2 separate regions of the Sus scrofa genome follow, and region 1 is linked to region 2. The links are chromatin contacts, called in public Hi-C maps. All regions are on one chromosome and are shown on one strand. Each heading gives the region's core, a stretch centred on a gene start, on an enhancer-like site or on the middle of the called end of the contact. The rest is flanking DNA. Distances are from core to core; before and after follow the strand shown.

Region 1 (6,689 bases), core at 1,125-3,624, 200 kb after region 2:
GGCCATAAAGACAGTGATCCGGGCTGGGCATCTCATGGGTGAGGAGGGCTGGAAGTGGGGAGTACGGGGCCAGGCCTTTCAGGATGGGTGGACATGAATGGGTAGAGATCAAGGAGGGGTGAGGTCTGGATGGGGAACAGGCTGTTTGGAGCCTCTGAGGAGAGAAGGATCCTAAGACAGCTCTGACACAGGCGTGACTGAAGGTTGGGAAGGAGTGTCAGGAGCGGGGACATGTGCCCCGCGGGAGAGGGGAGGGCGGTTTGTGGCAGCTGTTGATGGCTGAGGTTGGTGAGACTGGAGCTAATGGGCCATCAGGAATCTCCCAGCAGAGGAATGGCATGATGCAAATGGCCTTGGGAGATAATTCTGACAAAACTGTGTGTGGGACCAAGGGGGAGATGGGTGGGGCTATCACAGGGGTCCCCAGAAGGGCCTGACGCAGGGGACCAGCTGTGTTTAACCTCATCAGCCCTCACCCGCACTCAATCTAACCCCCCTAACCCCCCAGTCCTTCCCTCTCTCACATCCCAGACTGGCTACTCTGACTCCATCTACACCTTCTCAGTGCTGCACCTCTGGGATACAGGGTTGGGGGGCTGTGAGGGTGGATAAAAGGTCTGACCAAAGAGGAGCCTGGAAGAGGATGGGGTGGCTCTTTGGAACAAGTGCACACCCAGAACCCAAAAATGCTGTTGGTCATTTGGGTGGGGGAATGGCATCTCCAGCAAAAACTCAAGAGGTGAACTATGCATAGGCCACAGTTGCCCCTCAGAATCCCTGGGCCAGCCACAGGGTGACTACACTAGGGAAAAATCCTCCCTTCCCCACTGTACCCCTTGCTGCCTGGGCAGCCTTCCTCTCAGACAGAAGAACCGGGGGGAGACCCAGTTTAGATGGAGAAGTCACTCCTGAAACCTGTGTGACATGTCACACACACACACACACACACACACACCCTTGCTGGACTCTAAAATTCCACACTCAGTGTTCTAGTCCTTCTGCTTAAGATTTTGCACCCCGGTTATTTATTTTTTTTAATGTGCCTCTTTAAGTTGTTATCAGTTATCCACACCTCAGGATGAATGAATCAATATGATCCTTTTCCAAGAGTCATTTTGTTGTCGGAGGTGATGAAAGGCTTTAGAATCCTGGGTCTAGAATAGTGGGTGGGTGGGTGAGGAAGGAGAGAGTGAGAAGGTTGGGGCAAAGGAGAGGGGGGAAGAGAGAGGAGGGCACAGAGGGCAGAGGCTGGGCACGCCTGGCAGGAATGAGGCAACCACTCTTTTCTCGATTTGGGGAGGGGATAATCAGAAAGAGACTGCGTGAAGACCCTGCCACGTCCTTTCACTACCTCCGTCTCCCCACTCGTGCGCCTGGGCCCTTTCCTGTGTCTTATCTCCTCACAACAACAGCCGCGAGTGCAAACTTTCCGGGAAACGACCCTAAACCTATTTTCCCAATCCCCCGTCGCCACCCGTGGCTGGACAGGGGCTCTTGCCCCACAGGCAGAGGGGCGTCCTGGAGGAAAGGACTCTGGAAGCGGGCGCGCGAAGGCAGAGGGTCGCAGCCGCAGGGGCCGAGGGGCTTCGGGTCCAGGGGCGGGGCAGGGGGGCCCCGGCCAGCGGGCAGCTCACCTGCAGGACACGGTGATCTCCACCTTGGTGGCCGGGATGCTGCCCGCCAAGGAGTCGAACTCGCTCAGCGACGCCATGTCCTCGGGCTGCTCCATAGCCCACCGTGCCCCCCACCCTAAATTCGTCAATCCCTGCGCGATTCACGCCTGCTCCGGAGCAACAGAAACCCTGGTCTCTCCCCCAACTCCGGAGCTGGGGCTGGGCGGCAAAGGGAGGAGAGAGGAGAGCGAAAGAGGGGGCGTGGGAAGTGAGAGAGGGAAGGGGGGCGGAGGGAGCGGGGGCCGAGGATAGAGGAGAGGGTGCGGGTGACGCGACGAGGCTGGGGGCCCAGCGGAGAGGGGCAAGCAGCTCAGGGAGCCGGGCGCAGCGGGGAAAGCCGGAGGGGCGCGGGGAGGGACTCGCGGAGTCGTGGCCAGCGGCCCCGGCAGAGGGGCGGGGAGTTTGGGGGTGGGGGCAGAGGAGGTGCAGGAGAAGGCGAGGGGCGTGGGGGGCGGGATGGGGCGCGGGCTGTGGGGGTGGTGGGACTCAAGCAGCGCCGAGCGAGCCCTGAGCTCAGAGGCTGCGCCGCCTCCCGCCGGGTCTCCTCGCGGGCGGCGGCGGGGCTGGGGACGCGGCTGCGAGCGCCACCTCCTCGGCTCGGACTCCGGCTCCGGGGCGCCTGGGCTGCGGGAAAATCAAATCTGCCCCAAGCCGCCGCCTCCCGCCACCCGGGGCCGGCTGCGTGCCGGGTCCTCGAACGCCGGAGGGGGCGCCCGCAGGGGCCGGGGCGGGGCCGCGGGCGGGGTCTGCGCGCGGGTGTGAGTGTGTCCGTGCCAGCGTGTGAGTCTGTGTGTGCGTGCGTGTGGCGCGCGTGGGGACGGGGTTCCAGATGCCGGGAAGGAAGAGGGATGTGTGAACCAAAGGGCATCTGTAAGAGAAGGGTCTGTGCGGAGCCGGGCGGGGGGGGGGCACGTATGCAAAGAGACAGCACCCCCACCCCCAGAGGTTTGGGGGTGTGTGTCTTTGCTGAGGGTGCGCCCCACCAAGGGGCGGGTCTCGGTCCAGAAACAGACTCTTCATCTCCTGGGGAAGACTGTGGGGGCGACCCCAGTGCCCAGAGGGGCGGCCTCGGCTTCCCTTTAGGCCTAGGCAGGGTGGGCGTATGGGCGCCCCCCGCCCGCCCCAATATCCGCCTCTGGCTCCCTCTGGGCCTGGCCACGCGGAATTAGCTACCTAAGCCACTCACCAGCGCCCCCACCCCACCCGCGTCCCGTCGTCGTGACCACAAGGCTGAGCCAGCTCTCAGGTCTAGAAGCTTCCTCCAAGCACAGGGTGGTTCAAGCTCCCCGGGCTTTTCTGAAACCTGCACCGAGCCTGCTGTGTGCGAGGCTCCGATCCCAGCCGTGGGAGATCCCAGCCTCGGGAGAGAGGAGAGAGTTGAGGCGGGCCTCCCAGGCGGCCCCCTCCCAGCCAGCCCTTTGCGGCCGACCCTGACCCAGTCTCGCCCTTCTGGACCTGGGTTTGCAGCTCCGTGGCGTCTCCCCTGGGCCTCGCACATTGGCTGGTTTCTAGGAAATCCCCCACAGCCCCTCCTCAGCCTGTCTCAGCTTTGTTGAGCTGGAATCTCCCCTTCTGCTCCCACCGCCTAGCGTTTGGACCGAGCCGCCTTTGTGCCCCGGGGAGGGGTCTGGGGAGGCCTGGAGCCTGAGGCTGGCCCGGGAAAAGCCCCGCCCTCTAGGCCTGGCTTTGGCAGCGGGGCCTGACGCCTGACGGGGCGTTGCGATTGTTTGAAGTCAATTCCCAGAACATCACATACAGCCAGTCAAAGAAAAATATTAAGAACAGGTTCATCCTCTAGGGTTAAGTGTTCTCCGTTTAGCCATGGCTCAGGATTGGCTGGACTGGGTTCTGTCACCTGGGATACCCAGAACAAAGGCGCTGGGATTCCCAGGGCAGTGGGCGGTTACTGGGTAGGAGGGCTCCACCCTCTCTCCGGTTTAGCCTTGAGGCCCTGTCACCACCAGGAATTAGTCCGGCCTCCATTCCCCAAGAGCGAAAAACTGGGCTTGGAATGTCTGTGCCCTCCATTCCCCCACCCCATACCTGTCTTGGACATGCTTCAAACATACTTATGGAATGTTCTGCCAGTGTTTACAGAGTACCTGCCCTGTGCCCGGCCAGGTGCTCCCGCCCTTGGGAAATCTCCTTGGTAAGAATGATAATCACCACTCTGTTTTCAAAGAGCCTATCCTAGGGCAGACGCCATGCTTAATTTTTAGATACTTTCCTGTTCTATAAAATTCACCATCTTAAAGTACACAGATCAGTGGTTTTTAGTATATTCATAAGGACCATGCACGATTATAAGGTCTTAAAATAAGTATAGGTGTGAGGTATTATTATCCCAGGGAAGCTAAGTAACTCACCCATGATTACCCAACTGGGAAGTGGGAGAGCAAGAAGGTGAACCTAGGCTGTTGAGACCAAAGCCTGACTCTGAACAAGAGTCTTGACCACCTCTTAGGATGGGGCCGAATGATGGAGGGTTTTAAAAGCCATCCACGTGAGCTTCCGTTGTGGCTCAGTGAGTTAATGTACCCGACACAGTGTCTGTGTGGATTCGGGTTCAATCCCTGGCCTCGCTCTGTGGGTTAAGGATCTGGCATTGCCGCAAGCTGCAGTGTAGGTCACAGATGTGACTCGGATCCTGCATTGCTGTGGCTGCAGTATAGACCGGCAGCTCGCGCTCTGATTGGACCCCTAGCCCAGGAACTACCATGTGCCACAGGTTCGGCTGTAAAAAGAAAAAAAAAAAACATCCATGAGGAGTTCCCGTCGTGGCGCAGTGGTTAACGAATCTGACTAGGAACCATGAGGTTGCGGGTTCGGTCCTGCCCTTGCTCAGTGGGTTAACGATCCGGCGTTGCCGTGAGCTGTGGTGTAGGTTGCAGACGCGGCTCGGATCCCGCGTTGCTGTGGCTCTGGCGTAGGCCGGTGGCTACAGCTCCGATTTAACCCCTAGCCTGGGAACCTCCATATGCCGCGGGAGCGGCCCAAGAAATAGCAACAACAACAACAAAAAGACAAAAGACAAAAAAAAAAAAAAAAAACATCCATGAAATTAGGCCTAGTGGAGGAAGACAAGTGGGAGCCATCGCAGGTTGTTGAGCAGGTGAGTGGTGAGAACGAAGTTCTACTATATAAACCTTTAATGTGACAGCATCTGGCATAGCAGCCCTTGGGCCTCTTTCTAGGAAGGTTCTGGAACTTGTCTATTTCTCTCTATTCCCTCTTAATCCATTGCATTTCCATTGCTGGCTCTTTGGCTGTGTGTGTGTGTGTGTGTGTATGGCACTTACTGTGTGTCAGGTGCTCAGGTGCTGCCTTAGGTTCAGAGAATAAACAGGTGAAAAAGACATAGTATATCTCTCCAAAGTTCCCAGGCTAGTGAGGGCCCCAGGACATGCAGCAAATAAATCATAGTGGAGCATGAGGCGTGTTGTTGAGGTAGGTACAAAGAGCCAGCGGAGCAGAGAAGAGCTGACCATCAGGTCGGCCCCAGGAGTGGGCACAAAGGAGCGTCAGGAGGAACTGCAAAAAGGCGGTGATACTGAGATGGACATTGAAGATGATGACTGTTTGCTTCCCTCAGAACCAGACCCTGAGAGAGAGATTTAAACGCAAGTAGTTTATTTGGGAGATTAAGGAAATGCTGTGTGGGAAATGTGGAGGTGAGGCAGGAAAGGCAGCCAATAAGGGAGCTTTATCAAACCAGTTATCCCTGTGGGCGACCAGGGCTTATTCCCACTGAGGAGCTCTGGGAGACCAGCAGAACACATCTCACACTTAGCCCATGGGAGGGGCAGGGAGCAGTGGTGTGTACACACCACCTCTCAGCAGTCCCTGCCTCAGTGGCTGAGGGCTGCTTCCAGAGGGCGTTACCTCTCTGGCACTCTGTCCTGTCCAGCATAGAGTGGCAACAAAATTTCTAGAAGCCAGAGAAACCTTCAAGCAAAGAAATACAGGGGCTTGGCAGTTGGATGTGGGGCTGCAGCACACTGCAGTGGTAAAAGTGAGGGCACAGGACAGAGGCTGCTACAGATGACAAACTGCCTGGAGGATGCGGCTGAGCAGGTGCTCCTGGTTGGAGACCAGTATGATTAAGGGCTGGAGAGCTGTGGTTGTTTTTGTGTTTTCTTTTGGTTTGTTTTGTTTTTTGTTGTTGTTGTTGTTGTTGTTGGGGGGGGTGGTTGGCCACACTCGCAGCATGCAGAAGTTCCTGGGCTCTGGATCAAACCCATGCCACAGCAATGACAATGTCCCGTCCTCAACCCTCTCAGGGAACTCCCAGAGAGCTGTATTTAGGGACCCTAGTGTAGCTGCAGCACAGGATGAAGGTAGCAGAGGTAGACTATGAGGCCAGGAGGTGAGGAGCCATGATGCAATGCCATGGGCCTTGGCCTCCTCTGGGCACAGAGGCTTTTCAGAAGGGGACACCAAAGCTACATGGCTAGCCAGTGATTCCAGAACACAAAACTTGCTAAGCAGACCCAGGGCAAAATGCTCACAATCCTTGCTCAAATGAAATTTTTTTTTTTTTTTGGTCTTTTTTTTTTTAGGGCTGCACCCATGGCACATGGAGATTCCCAGGCTAGGGGTCTAATCGGAGCTGTTGCTGCCGGCCTACACCACAGCCACAGCAACGCCAGATCCAAGCCGCGTCTGTGACCTACACTACAGCTCACGGCAATGCTGGATCCTTAACCCACTGAGCGAGGCCAGAAATAGAACCTGCAACCTCATGGTTCCTAGTTGGATTCGTTTCCACTGCGCCACCATGGAAACTCCTCAAATGAATTGTTGATGGTTCAAAAGCAGCCTATGCCATTGGAGAAGTCCTTTCTCTTTGGAGGATGGGATAGTGCTAAGTGACTGAGGTCAGCTGCGATGTCCAGCAGGCCAGCAGGTGCTATAGATATGCTGTCTGAGGCTGGCAGCCAGAATAGAACCAACCATGGCCCTGGCCCACCCCACCATTCACCAATGTTTGTTTCTCTGATTACAAACTGTGAGCAC
Region 2 (6,361 bases), core at 2,129-4,628:
CCAGAGTCACAGCAATGTGGGATCCGAGCCACGTCTGCAACCTCCACCACAGCTCATGGCAATGCTGGATCCTTAACCCACAAGCAAGGCCAGGGATCAAACCGGCAACCTCATGGTTCCTAGTTGGATTCATTAACCACGGAGCCATGACGGGAACTCCCTTTTTTTTTTTTGTCCTCCTTTTTTTTTTCCCTCACTTTTAAAGGGTGCTTTTTGGGAGTTCCTGTCATGGCTTCATGGTAACGAAGCCATGGGGACACAGGTTTGATTCCCTGACCTCAATCAGTGGGTTAAGGATCCAGCATTGCCATGAGCTGTGGTGTAGGTCACAGACACAGCTCAGATCCTGTGCTGCTGTAGCTGTGGCCAGCAGCTATAGCTCCAATTCAATCCCTAGCCTGGGAGCATCCATATGCCACAGATGAGGCCCTAAAAAAGCAAAAAAAAAAAAAAAAAAAAAAAGTAGTTCCCAGCAAATATTTCTATTCTTTTCTAAAAGAAATGCCTAAAGTAACAAATATGCATGGTGCATTTCAAAGGTTAAAAATATGCATGGAGGTAGAGGTCAAGTGGATTGTTGGCAAATTGTTTCCTTAAAACCTATTAGTATAATTTTTATTCCAAAACGATAATTTTAAAGAATTTGAAAAAGATAAGGACATCAGCTCATGAACTCTAATTGTATGATTGTAAATAGTCACTTGTGATGTAGGCCCTGCCATATGCTGGTCCAGGTAGCACACACACTTATCTCCTGTGCCAACCAGGCAGTCATATCTAGTAGCCCTGAGGGTCAGGTGAAGGAAGAGAAGGGATCCTCACTTACTTGGTAAGCCCGTCTGCAGGAGCAGGGACAGCTGGGCTGGAGGTGGCATGTTACCTCACATGGTGGCCTGCACCTTCTCCTTGCACCCTGTAACAAATGTCTGCCAGCTGAGCTCTGACTCAGCTTTATCCACTGCTTCAGGCGGAGGCAGCCCATGATTGAAGACAAGTTTGTTACACTGGGACCAAATGGCCTGCAAGGTCTTTTTCAGCACTGACATTCTAGAATTTGGCAAGTCCAGAAAAAGAATGAGGTGTTTTTTTGTAAGGATGGCAGGTCCAGACAGTCATCTTCCTGGAGGGGAAAGGAAAAAGGTTCAATGCATACAGTGGGTGACAATTCATCCAAAGTAGGAGCATGCTTTTTAACAGGCTTTTGTGCTACAGCAGTCAGGCAAGTGTTAGTATTTGAGATTGGAGCAGTCTCAAATCTTAATCCTCATGCAGCTCTGTTAACAGTTACTATTCCCACTGCACAGATGTGGAAACTGAAGCTTAGAGAAGGAAACTAACTTACCCTAGAGTGAGGAAATGCCACAGCCAGAACTAGAACCCAAAGCCTGACTTCTTAGGCCTAAGCGCTTGTGGCACATCTCAGCTGTGTGTATATGCTCTTAACAGCCTTGGCATTGGGATTCACATTCATTCAGAGGCTACATGGATACCTGTTAAACCCCTGGAGGAAGCAGGTTATTTCTTAGGGAGGGCCAGTGGGTGTGAAGGCCGCAGTATGGGAAAATGATGCCAATGAAGAATGAAGACTGCCAGGGCCAGGAGTTGTCTCTGCAGTGGCCACTGGGTCGTCTTTCATTGCTCAGAGCAACATCAAGAAGGTTCTTCACAATATCTCCAGGTTGCGCCTTGGGATCGAGTTCTATGGCTGTTTCTAGCGGGAGAGCACAGCATTCAGAGTCTGGAGACCTGGATTTGGCTCCGGGCAATACTGTTACGCAAGCGTGAGCATCTTCCATGGCTCCTTAGGCCTTGGTCTTGTCATCTGTAAAATGGAATTAATATACTATTTTATAGGGCTAGTATATGGTTTAAATGGGAAAAAAACCCACCAATAATCTTTAATGAAAGTTTCATAGGTGCCCAGCACTGTTCACCTTGTTAACGATTTAATCACAGCAACCCTCAGAGGGTAGGTGCTATTACTATCTTCAGGTTAGAGAACAAAGGCAGCCTTGCCCAGTCGGGTCACCCATGGGCCACAATCCTGAGGTTATGTTCTAGGAAACACAACTCAGTGAAAAAGTGCAGTCACTTCCATAATCACTAATGCAGAGTCTCAGTGAACACTTAGGGCACCTGCACTCTTTGACAGGTATACATTAACCCTTTCCCAAACACATTAAATAACACTACTAGGAAAATGGTAATGAAAGAATAAGGCACTAGGCAATGGTGTATAGCAACACATGCCTAAAAACCCTGCACTTAGAATACATATAGATAAAAGGATACACTAGAATGGCTGCCTGTGGGGTAGGGGGATGGCAGTGATCCACAGGGTAAAGGGGAATACATAAAACAAGAATGGACTTGCCAGGACTAGTGATGACTGTGAGCCATCATCTGGGGTGTAGGATTGATTCATCGCACTGCATCAGAGGGCCAAAAATAAAATCGAGTAAAATAAGAGATGAGATGAAATCACTGCCTGAAACACATTGGCTATGGGCTCAAGGAGGAAAGGGGGCATACCTCCTGGGCTGCCTCACCAAAGGCAGAGGCCTGGAAGTGTCCTTGAGTCGGGTAAATGAGGTCAAGGGGAGAGCCAGTCACACCTATGTCTATAGCTCAAGCTCTAGGCCAGAGGCCACAGGCAGACTTTCAAGGCCCTAGGCAAGGAGCAAAGGGCAGCTCTTGGGTTAGTGTCAGATGTCACAAAGTTATCTGCTATCACACCTTCCTCACCAAGGTTTAGCCAAATCCACTATCAGGATGATTCGAAGGATGTCAAGGAGTTCCCACAGTGGTGTAGAGGAAACAAATCCGACTAGTATCCATGAGGATGCAGGTTCAATCCCTGGCCTCGCTCAGTGGGTTAAGGATCCAGTGTTGCCGTGAGCTGTGGTATAGGTCACAAATGTTGCTCAGATCTGGTGCTGTTGTGGCTGTGGTGCAGGCCAGCAGCCGCAGCTCCAATTCGACCCCTAGCCTAGGAACCTCCATATGCCATGGGTGTGGCCCTAAAAAGACCCCCCCCCCCGAAAAAAAGAGCGAAAGAAAGAAAAGAGAAAAAGACACCGATGTAAGTCAGCAATCCTATGATTATATGATGATTGTTGGCTTCTTCACCATAAGAGTTCTTCCACACACGGTCTAAGCGGTACACCCACCCAACTCCCATGCCAATGGACTGCATATGACGATCAGGTAAAGGAAGAGGGTATCTTCATTTCCTCAGATTGCCCATCTTTAGAGAGGGTCAGCTGGATGTAGACCTCCCTCAACAGCCCACGTGGGTACTGGAACCCCCTAGGCAAGTGAGTATCCTCTGGGCACAAAGTCTGCAGTTCTAGGCTCAGGACACAAGGTGGCAGCATGGGGAAGAAAGCTAGTTCTCAACTCCATGCAGAGAACATGCAGGTTTGCTTGTAAGTATAGGAAGTTAGGGACCATGGTCCTTAGAGGGTGAGTTGCTCATTTATTAAACATGAAATAAGGCAGAAGCCTATAACTCCAGTGGCTAGGAAAGGGCATTAGGAGAAGCAAGCATGATTTCCTAGAAAGTAGTCCTCACTCATTAACCACCACAGAGGTGGATGACTGTATGTGTGTTAATGTACGAATGCTTATGTGTGTCTATGTGTGAATGTATGTGATCATGTATGTATGGTGTATGTGACTAGTGAGACTCTGAGTGTGCGAGGGTGACTGTACATGAGTGAGAGAGTGTGGGGATGGGGGTGGGGGAAGAGGGAAGCAGCAAGCTCAGGTGTCGCCAGAAAGGCTGGGAGGAAACTATAAAGCTGGGCGATGCCGTCTTTATCAGGCAGCACTTCTGAGTCAATAGGGGCAAAGCGCAAAGTTCACATAGATAGTAGTGACTGGGAGGCATGAAGCATGGCCGTGGTATTGGAGAGGAGGCAGTGGCACTCTCCTGGGAAAGAAGGGCCCACACTAAATTCCACTTAGCTCTAGACTCAGAGAATGGATTCTGGGCCCAGGTTCCATCCAGCTGGGACATTTTCAAGTGGTGCACGGGGGACAGTTCATCTTCCTCAGCTTAAGTTTCTCCACCTTAAAATTGCAGAACTAGTTAGGCCTGCCTTCCTGGCTGCATGTGAGGATCAAAAGAGAGCCATGTATGTAATGCATGTATGAGAAGGCCTAGTATGTGATGAGTGTGTGTCTGTTGGCGGTGGAGCAAAACATGAAACCATGCTATTCAAGGAGCCTCATGGACAGCTTGGTGTGTAAGTGCCACCAGTAAGGTCAGTCTCCTGTCCTCTGCCTGCCCCCAGGCTTCTGAAGACAAGCAGTGGGCCTTCTCAGGAAGTGGTGAGTGCTCTGTCTCTGGGGAAGGGCCCTTTGCAGGAGACAAGCTTGCTTGGAAGGGGCTATTAGGCCTACAACCTTCTAGATCCAATTCCAGATCTGACATTGAACACTCTGGGTGGTTTAGAATATGGACTCATGCAAATTCCTGTTCAAGTTTTGCCCTTGTTTCTTTTCTTTTTTCTTTTCTTTTGGTTTCTTCTTTTTATTAAGGACTGGGTGGAAAGCATTTGGTGTCATTAGGGACTTTGAAACTACCGCCTCACACTGGGAGTTGGTTTGAGTCAACTGGTCACCATGGAATTTCTTTTTTTAGCAGATAAACAGCCAAGTTATAGGCAGCTGTTGCCCTGTCCAGGGCAGAAAGCAGCCTGTTAATGCAAAGCTGCCTGGCTCCTGTTTCTTGGGCAAACAGATGCCATGTCTCTCAACAATTAGGAATCCCAGAAACTGTGGTTTGGAGACCACATGTCTAGTTCTGTCTAGTTATTCAGGTGCCTTTACCTGGGAAGTTCTCTCTCAATGTCACAAGATAAAGGACATATATAGTAACTGGGGACTCTACTTCTTAGAGGCCACCCCAGGAGGCAGTAAACATTAAGTGCCAAGTCAGTGAGGAAATTCTGTTTTGGAGCCAAAGTGTAAAAAAACCCATCCACAAACCACTGAGCCTTTACTGAGTGCTCGTTTTGTACAAGTTCTGAGCCTGAAGGAGGAGGCCCTCTGAAGGGAGGGGAGGCAGGAGCTGGAAATTTTAAGTAGTAGGAGGAATTACATTGGAATGGTAAGGCCCTTTAAGAAGTGGGAATGGGGTGAGCAAAGGCATGGAAGTAGGAAGGTATAAAGTATGTTACAGGGAAGAGTTTGGTTAGAACAGAGCATTTACAACAATGAATAAATTAACATACATTCATTAGGCATCTACTATGTACTGGACACTGTTCAAGTTACCTGGATGAGGTTGGTGAACAAAAATCCCTCCTCCATGGACATTGCAGTAAATAGCAACAACATAAATAATAGCTCACATTTATTGAGAGCTTACTACATACCTGGTACTATTTTAAATACTTTATTCATTTTATCTTCAAAACACCCATATAAAGTAGGTATGGTTATTATCTCTAGTCCACAGATGAGGAAGCACTGACACTGAGTGGTGGAGGCAGAATTCAAACCCAGGGCCCATGCTCTGACCATGACACTCTGCGACCCTCAGTGAGAAAGGGTGAGAAGTCAGGTTGCTGGGTAACATGGGCTGGTCCAGAGGGCAGCAAATGTTGGACAAGGGGACCCAGTGCCTTTATAAGATTAAACTGGGGGCATGTGGTTGGAAAGATTTGGGAGTTCGGGGGGAAATGCAGCCCCCTGGCCTCATTGAAGAGGTGGGAGAAGAGTGAAGAGAAAGAAGATTAAGTACATAGGGCTTGGAATATTCCTTAGGCCATACCTTCTCTGGAATTAATGAACTTGGTATAAATTGTTCCCTCCCCATCTAAGAGGCCACCAGTTCACTGTGGATTATTATTTGTATTATTATTAATTGCAATTCATGAGGGGTGAAGAGGCCTTTCTGGTGGGTCAAGCCCTGAGCCAAAAACAAGGCGGCTCAAAGGGTCTCCCAGACTTGGCCAGAAGACAACGATGCTTTGCGCAGCATCCAGCCTCAGGCCCTCTCTCCAAACTCCCTCAAACCCAGTGTTCAGGTGAGCCACAGCCCCACCCCCATTCTCTCCCATCCCCTGCTCTGCAGGTCCCTTCACATTTCTTCATCAGAAATCCCAATGCCAGCCCCTCTTGGTGGCCAGCTTGCAGCTCCCTGTGCACGGCTGGAGCCACACTTTTGTGTGGGTGGTACCACTGCTTTTGCCTCCCTGTCTGCCAACCACTGCCATGCCTGCTCCAGACACTTAGAAGCACAAGCCAGATCCTTGTTTCAACCTTTTCCAGTTTTCATCCATGTTTCCTGAACGGATATAAAATTTCATTCTGGTTTAGGTAAGAGCAGCCAACTTTATTTTGGCTGCCA

The links. A called contact is a pair of places that touch in the nucleus more often than the background predicts.
Region 1: a contact with region 2 is called in a Hi-C map of fetal skeletal muscle, with 3 times the contacts expected there. The contact joins the promoter of CPNE5 here to the enhancer-like site in region 2. A contact is called at or near these places in 12 of 47 Hi-C or Micro-C datasets (embryonic fibroblasts, epiblast stem cells, fetal heart ventricle and 7 more) and 1 of 2 datasets of contacts at active chromatin or transcription factors (alveolar macrophages).

Annotation. Positions count from the first base shown.
Region 1 is chr7:32,506,016-32,512,704 of Sscrofa11.1, forward strand. It overlaps CPNE5 (copine-5), which reads right to left and starts at 2,375. Exons shown (of 23, transcript XR_002345691.1): 1 at 1,635-2,375.
Region 2 is chr7:32,309,998-32,316,358 of Sscrofa11.1, forward strand. It overlaps LOC102161912 (a long non-coding RNA gene), which reads right to left. Exons shown (of 4, transcript XR_304410.3): 2 at 1,491-1,822; 3 at 827-1,120. Among named protein-coding and RNA genes, the nearest start is that of SRSF3, 24 kb to the left of the region's middle. Within about 2 kb of position 3,379, at least 25 of the 83 cell types and tissues checked have an H3K27ac peak or open chromatin away from gene starts, as enhancers often do. A contact at or near this core is called in alveolar macrophages, fetal skeletal muscle and retroperitoneal adipose tissue, where this site is marked.